2 separate regions of the Mus musculus genome follow, and region 1 is linked to region 2. The links are chromatin contacts, called in public Hi-C maps. All regions are on one chromosome and are shown on one strand. Each heading gives the region's core, a stretch centred on a gene start, on an enhancer-like site or on the middle of the called end of the contact. The rest is flanking DNA. Distances are from core to core; before and after follow the strand shown. Region 1 has its middle 27 kb from the start of Nos1. Region 2 overlaps Ksr2 (kinase suppressor of ras 2).

Region 1 (3,908 bases), core at 1,340-3,839, 230 kb after region 2:
GCAAAGCCTCTCATTTCTCTAACTGCAAAGGAGACTGACGGGCATTGGGTCTCATAACAAACACATTGCAATGATGACTCCCGAGCAAACACCCCAGGGCTGAGTTCACCCAGGGCTAAGCTAACTTCATTCTGAAACCACTAGTTCTCACCCGGGGAGAGACAGGTGGAGCTGCTTCGGGGACAGAGGGGATCTGGTTGCCATGGCAACAGAGGGACAGACCTGAGTCCTGCAACTCCGGGGGCATTCCTCAGAACGGAGGTCCGAGAGAATGGGAGCGTAGCTATAAAAGAGGCTTAAAGGCTCATTGCACGGAGCTGTGTATACAGTTGGTGCCTAATAAGGGGTTGCTGTTGAGTAAATGAACTCCAACTTCTTGGCTCTTCATTCACTTATTCACACAAGTGTTTGGTTTTCGGTTGGCACTGAGATTCTCACAAACTCCACAAAGTACGTGTCTCAAACACAGCCCTGAACATTTGCTCCAGTGGGTCTGGAGCGAGAATCACCAGGAGGTTCTCAGGGGACAGTGATCTACTTGTCCAGGGACAATCTTTGAAAACAGTGGCTTGGAGTGGTGACAGTGACCGTCCACCCTCGTCGTCGCTTTCTTCCCAGGCTAACTCTGAATCTGTAAATGCTCTCAGATGTACTGTGGGTTCAAACCATGATGGGAACCCTGAGTGGGGGCTTCTCCAGGAAGGGAGTGTTTATGCAGAGACCCGACATCTCGGTCCAGCCTGCCCAATCAGGTGAAGTTATTAGTGGACACAGGATATGCTGATACCTCCCTCCCCCACCCCATCACCTCATCTAGTCCCTCAAGTTACAGTGTAAGAGGAATAAGTAAGCCCCATTGTGTGAATGAGGGAACAGAGGCTACATGATGCAGAAGAAAGGTCTGAGAATTCACGGCGGAGGTGGAGCCCCTAGGTCTGTGCCTGCCTTGGGACCTTGGCCACCGAATTCTGAGCTGGAGGCGCCCTGGACACAGCTGCAAGCCAGCCAGAGGCACTCTGCTCTCCCCTCCCGGGCCCTTCAAGCGTTTTCAATGATGGGTAAATTCAGCAGATGCCTTTCGATCACAGCCTATTAAATTAGCCCCTCTCTACAGCCAAAAGAAGATAATTATGTTTTCATTAGCCCTGGGTAATGTATTAGCCCTCGGTGGCAGCCACATAGAGTAAGCAAACCGAGTTCCTTCCTCCTTTGGCTCCCCCGGGCCAACTCTGAGCAGAGGGGCCATAGCTGATATAGGGGGAGAGATAGTACCATTTTATCTACCCACTGTCCACGCAGGGATTTAGGACGAGGCCCCATGGTAGCTGTTTCTGTGGTGTCTCTGGAGCAGAGGTCTGGATGTACCCGAGTGAGCTCCATCCTCTCAGACTGAGAAAGGCTACATCCTCACCACCTATCCTGACGTGCACAAGGCTTCATGCGGTAGACCTAAACCACGACATCATGTAAACCGCCATTCCCAAAAAGCATTTTGGGGGACTGTTGCTATATCCTGCCCAGAGCCACCAAGTCAACGGCAAAAGCCTCTGGTCTTTTCTCTGTCCTTCTTGGGGAAACTAGTTCCTAACATTAGTGAAGATGCTCCCAACCCAGAGAGCCACCCCTTCCCTTCTGACACCCTCAGCATGGTGGCTTTGACTTCATTTGTCTCCCCTTCTCTACAAGACAGTAGACACTTTGGTGCACTGGGACTTGAGCCCTGTCTTTTGTTTACTATTAGAGTTGGAGATGGAACCTAGATGTTCCTGCCCATCAGAGATTGCTACCTCTGAGCCACGCCCCCCTCCCCTAGCCAGGATCTACTTCCTCTTATATCCCACTTCCTCGTCCTCTACTTAGGGAGGTAGAGGAGACTGTTTCCAGAGCCTCCTCTGATGTCCCCTCCATCAAGCAGGAGTGAGGAAGGGAGCCACTTCTTGTCGTGTTGGTGACAATCCAACGAGCTGTGTATCTGTAGAGGGCTTGGCTCCAAACCAGAAAAATGAGAGCGAGCGTGAAGCGAGGACTGTGCTCCTTTCTAACACAGTAGCTGTTCTACACCCTAATCTCCTTAACCTGTGAAAATGAGTGTGAGTGTGTCTGTGTCTGTCTGTCTATCTGTCTGGGGCACTATCTCTGTCTCTTGTATAAATACCTACATCTATTTCTGTCTCTATTCCTCTGTATCTCCCCTCCTCCCAAATACACACACACACACACACACACACACACACGCACACGCACACGCACACGCACACGCACACGCACACGACTCCTCATGGTAGCAGGCGCCTCTTCTGGGCTCAGGATCTGTCCTTCCAGCAGGGTCCCAGAACCTCTCGGTCCTGCTTCACAACACTTGTACCAGAACGCCTAGCAAGGAGGACAGAACTGGGAGCAAAGGGATTTCTGTCCCCTCCTCCCCCAAGAGGCCAACTCTGCTGCTACAGGCACAGCCCAGCTTTGGCCCTGACCCCACATGTCATAGCTCTGCCTTCCCTACTGACCACCCTTCGTCCTCACAGCCAGGATAGAAGACTGCTCGCTCTGTATACCTCTACCGCCCCAACTCCTACACAGCAGGCAGGCGCAGGAGCGAGCGAGCAAGCGAGGCTCTGGAGCAGGTGAACTGCCAGCCCAGTGGAGAAGCAGCCTCCCTTCCTGGCTTCCTGATTTTTTTCCCTAGTTGCCATGGTAATTGAAGGAGCAGTGTGGAGACCCAACACCATGGAAGCCCAATGCTTAACTTTGAAAGGGATCAGGCATAAGCTGGGCCCAGGCTGCAAGGACTCTCTCCAACCTCTTCTTATGGGACACTCGTGGACGTATAGCTGGTCCTTGTGGGAGTCACATGGATGGCTGTTTTTCTCACAATGGGTTACTGTATGCCAGACACTAAACTGAGAGCATCACCACCATCCTTTGACCAAACCAGCCTTGCCACAGCCCCAAGACCCACAGCAGGCTCAGGAAGCAGGCTTCAGACTTGGCACACCCAGTCAGGAAGTGGCAGAGCCCTGGAGGCCGATGGAATCTCTCAGGCCCTCCCTGGGCACGGCCTCTTCACACCCCCACCAGCTTTTTCTTATGTTCCCCTCCTCCCCCCACCCCCTCAGTCTTCTTCCTGAACCCCCCCTCAAGGTTACACCCCTTTTCCTCAGACTTGCCATGTAAGATATCTGAAGACTATTTATGAGAGACAGGGAGGGGCAGCCTGGCCCTTGACCCGTGCAGATCGTACTCTGGGTGTGCGGTGCCTTCCACGGGAAGACAAAGATAGCAGCCAGGTGCCTGGGTGTGTGTGAGTCTGTTGTTTGGGTCTGAATCCTCCCCTTCCTTAAGTCCAACACCCCCACCCCCAACCCCGACACACACACACACACACACACACACACACACTTTTACCCCAAGAGTATGTGAGCAACAGCGACAGCTAAATGCAAAACCGCCTGTGCAATCTGTCCAGGAAGAAACAGCTTTGAAGACGGGTTTATATGGTTACCCATATGTTAGAGCCCCTAAGAAAGGAAGAAAAGGAGTTCTCTGAGTCTGCCCCTCCTCCAGCCTAGCTCCTGGCCTCTCCTGGCACTGGGGGTCTCCCAGCCATAGGGGAATAAAGACCCCCAGGGAGGGTTCACACCCCTCTCAGATGCCATGCATACACTCTGCTCCGGGGAGGGAAAAAAAAAAAAAAAAAGAACAGAATCAGGCATCCTTTCCAGAACGTCTGCCCACCCAAGAACCAGAACCGTATTCCAGGCTGGTTTCTGCTGGCTCCGTGAGGGGCTTCCTGCCCTGCCCTGAGGGGCTATGCTCTAGTTGTCCCATTAAGGAATCTTTCCACCAGGTAGGATAGAGACAACCACCTGCCTCAGCTAGATCTTCCTCTGCCCAAAAGAGCCTCTCTC
Region 2 (3,830 bases), core at 689-3,188:
CCTGGCATCTGGGCGTATCCATCTGAGATGGTAGGCAGCTCCCTGCTCCCTGCCAGATTCCAGGCCTGAAACGTATGACCACACTCCCCATGTTGGCCATGCAGCCCAAAACAGAGTTCTCTGTGCTAATGACATACCTAGAGGCCCTGAGGGTTTAGCCAATAAGCTTCCCTTCCTGGACATCCCTACCTACAAAAGGTTTTTAATCTCTGGCCCACCCTGAGTAGTGGTATGCATCTATTTTCCACGATGAAGAGTCAATAAATGATATGGATAAACATGAACTGTGTCTTCTCTATGCGTAGCATGGAGAAGGTTTTGCCTACAGAGCTGCAGCCTAAGTCTCCTGTAGAGGGCCTCTCTGCACTTTCAGACAACTGCTGTGTCTCTCCCCCACCCCCGAGCGAGCGGTGTCTTGGGACTTCCCTAAAGCCCAGCACCTGATGGCGGGTGACGGGACAGGGAGATGCAGTCAAGTGCTCCCCGAGTTTCACCTCCCCAGTGTGTGTCCCACACCCCAGCTGCAGAGTGGGATGCGGACCCACACCCCACAATTTATAGATGAGGAGCTGAGCCCAGTGGACTTAGTTGGCTGGTTCCAGGAGTCCAACCAACATCTCTGCGTGAATTGAGTACCCCCAGCCGCTGGTGTCTGGGAAAGGCTGCTTACTGCCTTGTGGGTTCTGATGGAATCCACAGAACTGCCGGATAAAATGCCACTGGTTAGACCTGGTGGGCACACCCAGCCTCTTCTGGATTCGTTTGTGTGTGTGCAGGTGCACATAAGGGTGACAGCCTTGGGTGTCATTTCTAAGCATGTGTATTGGTCGGAGACGGTGTCTCTCACTGGTCAGTGCCTGGCAGCTCAGCTAGATTGGCTGGCCAGGAAATCCCAGAGGTGCTCTTCTCTCTGCCTCTTCCACACTGGGATTACATGGGAACTCGGGATTCACACTCAGGTCCTCGTGCTTGCATGGTGAACACTTCTCCGACTGAGCCATTTGCCCAGTTCTAACTTCATTTTCTTCTTGAGGAGAAAAGGGAGGTGCCATGGGGGAATGGTCTACAGGGAGTAAAATAGCCATCTAACTCAAATAAGCAGTTCCAGTTGGCTTGGGTGGGGAATGGTCTTTGCTGGTTCTCACCTCAGCAAGGTAGTGTCAGTGTTGTGCTTGCTTAGAGCGTGGACCCAGGGCACTGTCTGAGCATCGTGAGTCCTCTCTTGCCAGGAGTTCCAAACAAATCTAACTCTATAGCATGGCTGTGATATATATTGGAACAAAGAGCTTTGGAGCTAGGCAGAACCGTGTTCAAATCCCACCCCCAGCACTTCTGTACTGTGTGACCTCCATCAAGTAGCATAGCCTCTCTGACATCTTGTTTGCTCACCTAGAGACGAGTCCCCATCTTGAAAATGAAGAGGATTTGATGTTTTCATATACATAATTCTCTGCACAAAAGCAGGGGCTGGAAGCCATGCTATTTGCTTTTCCCAGTCCTCCCTCCCGCCCCCATCATCTTCCTTCCAGTTTCTGGTATTAGTAAGTTGATGCTCTGCTCCATTCTCTGACCCCCAAGTGAAGCCAAGGAGGAGTGTGAAGAAGCCTGGTCCTTTCTCTAGGGAGAGCATCATTTGTTGGGCTGACGGAAGCCTGGCCTTGTCTCACCAGCCCCAGGGAGACGGTGAGCAGAGACCTCTGAACCAATCTATCTTAGAAATGGTCTTTTTTTTTTTTCTTCAGACAGAGGGAGGAAAGGGGGAACATAGCAGAAAGCATCTAGCCAGATGCCTAGCGAAATCTGCCCCAAATCAGCCATCCTTTCTAATAACGAAGGTTGTCATGAGTCTCAGCTCAATCGGAAATGACAGGCTGTGTAAATATTTGCTCTGTAACTGATTTATAGGGTAGGGAACAACAAAAAATAAGATTAGTCACTAATCATGGGGCTGCAGGAAGAGCAGGAAGCCTGGATGCCAGGCCCCAGTGCCTGCAAGGCCCAGGCCCTAACCCAGGTCTGCACGTACTCAGAGAGATGGGGATGGAGGTGTGGGTGGGTGCTGTGTAGGGCATCCACGTTAGGGTACGGACTTGTGGATCTTTCTATAGGGTAAGGTCCAGGCAGCACTGTTTGTATCCGAGATCAGCCTCTAGCTAGACGCCCAGAGAAGACTGTAAGCTGGAATGTTTTTTGTATTTGACAGCTGACTAATTTCCTTTTGGGATGGGTGCTTTTGAGAAATAGGAGCAAGTGTGTGTGTGTGTGTGTGTGTGTGTGTGTGGTCATCTCTTACACCGCTGTAAGGCTGACAGACTGAGGTAGAACCAACATCCAGGTCAACACACCCAGCTCTTACTGAGTTGCTTTCTGAGTGCATGAACTGTTGGGAGGGCAAATAATGGGCATTATCATTCCTTCTGCAAGTGAATTGTGTCTGTAGCTCACTGCTCAGCCTCTGGCATTCCTTGGTGTGGCAGTTCCCACTCCCTTGTTCTGAACTTCCTGCAGGTTCAGCTCCACACACTGCCACTCAGAGCCAACACCTCCTGTCAAAGCTCTACCCTCAGGGTGGATACTGGCTTTCACCTCCCTGTAGCATCTAAGTATGTGCACATGTGCATGCACACACACACACACACACACACACACACATGCACAGCCTCCATGAACATGACACACAGAAAACACACCCTCTCCAGTCTCTTCTCATATCTAGGCATTAGCTCGGAGGTTCATAAAGAACTGCTCAGACATGACCTTCCAGCAGGATGGAGACCTCCATGTCCATGAGCTGATTAGAAAGGCAGCTGTGTGCATCCAAACCAGGGTCCAAGCTGTAGAAAGCCACAGCTACTAGTGATGGGGCTTAGCTGTTCCAGGAGGAAGAGAGGAAGACCCTGGATGGACTCTTGGTATCAGGGAGAGGCACTGCCTAGCAACCCATACCCAGGAAGTGAAATTCGGGTGTGGCTTTGAGTGGCCCCTTGGGTGAGGACCCAGTGAACCCCAGTGTGGGACCAGGGTGTGTCCTCGATAACCCAGGGATATGAGGCTTCTTGCTGGTGGCCTGCCACAAATGCAGTTGAGTATGACCCAGTTATTCCTAAAGCTTCTAGGGAGACAGTTTCCAGTCCTTGCAGAAGCTATCTGGGAACTTCCACTCAGCCCCACCCTCTTCCATCTTTCTTCTGCAATTCCCTTCAATCAAAAGCCCCAACTAACAGGGAAGAAACAGCAATTTAATTTACCCCTCTCTCAAACCTGGGCTTTGGCCTATCACATAAGTTTCAAGCGTGTATCTTCACAATATATACATTATATATGTCATTTGCATATACATTTTCATTTCTAGGAACATTTTTTTGAGACTGGCTCTCACATAGCCTAGGCTGGCCTTCAACTCACTATGTTGCCAAAGATGACCTTGAACTCTTGATATCCTGCCTCCACCTCCAGAGTCTGGGGATCACAAACGTGCATCACCACATCTGGTTTGTGTGGTGCTGGGGACCAAACCCATAGCTTGGTATATGCTAGACAAATTGCTTTACCAACTGAGCCACATACCCTGGGATTCTCTAGGAATTTATAGAGAACTATGTTTCATAGTGTGTCAACCATATCTTCAACACAGATTACTGGTGAACTTGGAGTATCTAATTGGGAAACAGAGCTACATTCCAAATTTGATCTTGAACTTGGAACGTCTTGAAGAAAGAATATGAAGTCGTGGTGGACTGCGTCTGCCATCAAGGGCATTGCTTTCTTTCTTAGAATAAAATAGAGAGAAAGCGTTGCATACGCCACGTACAATATGCCTTATTATTTAA

The links. Hi-C and Micro-C count contacts between places; a contact is called where the count stands out from the background.
Region 1: a contact with region 2 is called in a Hi-C map of the N1E-115 cell line, with 7 times the contacts expected there. The contact joins two enhancer-like sites. A contact is called at or near these places in 2 of 39 promoter capture datasets (the C10 cell line and hippocampal neurons), 2 of 15 datasets of contacts at CTCF or cohesin (embryonic stem cells and stem cell-derived epiblast-like cells), 134 of 484 Hi-C or Micro-C datasets (B cells, the BV-2 cell line, the Ba/F3 cell line and 67 more), 20 of 115 datasets of contacts at active chromatin or transcription factors (SST interneurons, astrocytes, a beta-TC-6 cell line and 13 more) and 3 of 9 other capture datasets (adipose tissue, embryonic stem cells and embryonic tail).

The regions. Positions count from the first base shown.
Region 1 is chr5:117,837,727-117,841,634 of GRCm38.p6, forward strand. No RefSeq gene overlaps it. Among named protein-coding and RNA genes, the nearest start is that of Nos1, 27 kb to the right of the region's middle. Within about 2 kb of position 2,590, at least 19 of the 459 cell types and tissues checked have an H3K27ac peak or open chromatin away from gene starts, as enhancers often do. A contact at or near this core is called in the N1E-115 cell line, where this site is marked.
Region 2 is chr5:117,603,998-117,607,827 of GRCm38.p6, forward strand. The region is part of intron 4 of Ksr2 (kinase suppressor of ras 2); the gene reads left to right. Among named protein-coding and RNA genes, the nearest start is that of Gm42013, 120 kb to the left of the region's middle. Within about 2 kb of position 1,939, at least 6 of the 459 cell types and tissues checked have an H3K27ac peak or open chromatin away from gene starts, as enhancers often do. A contact at or near this core is called in the N1E-115 cell line, where this site is marked.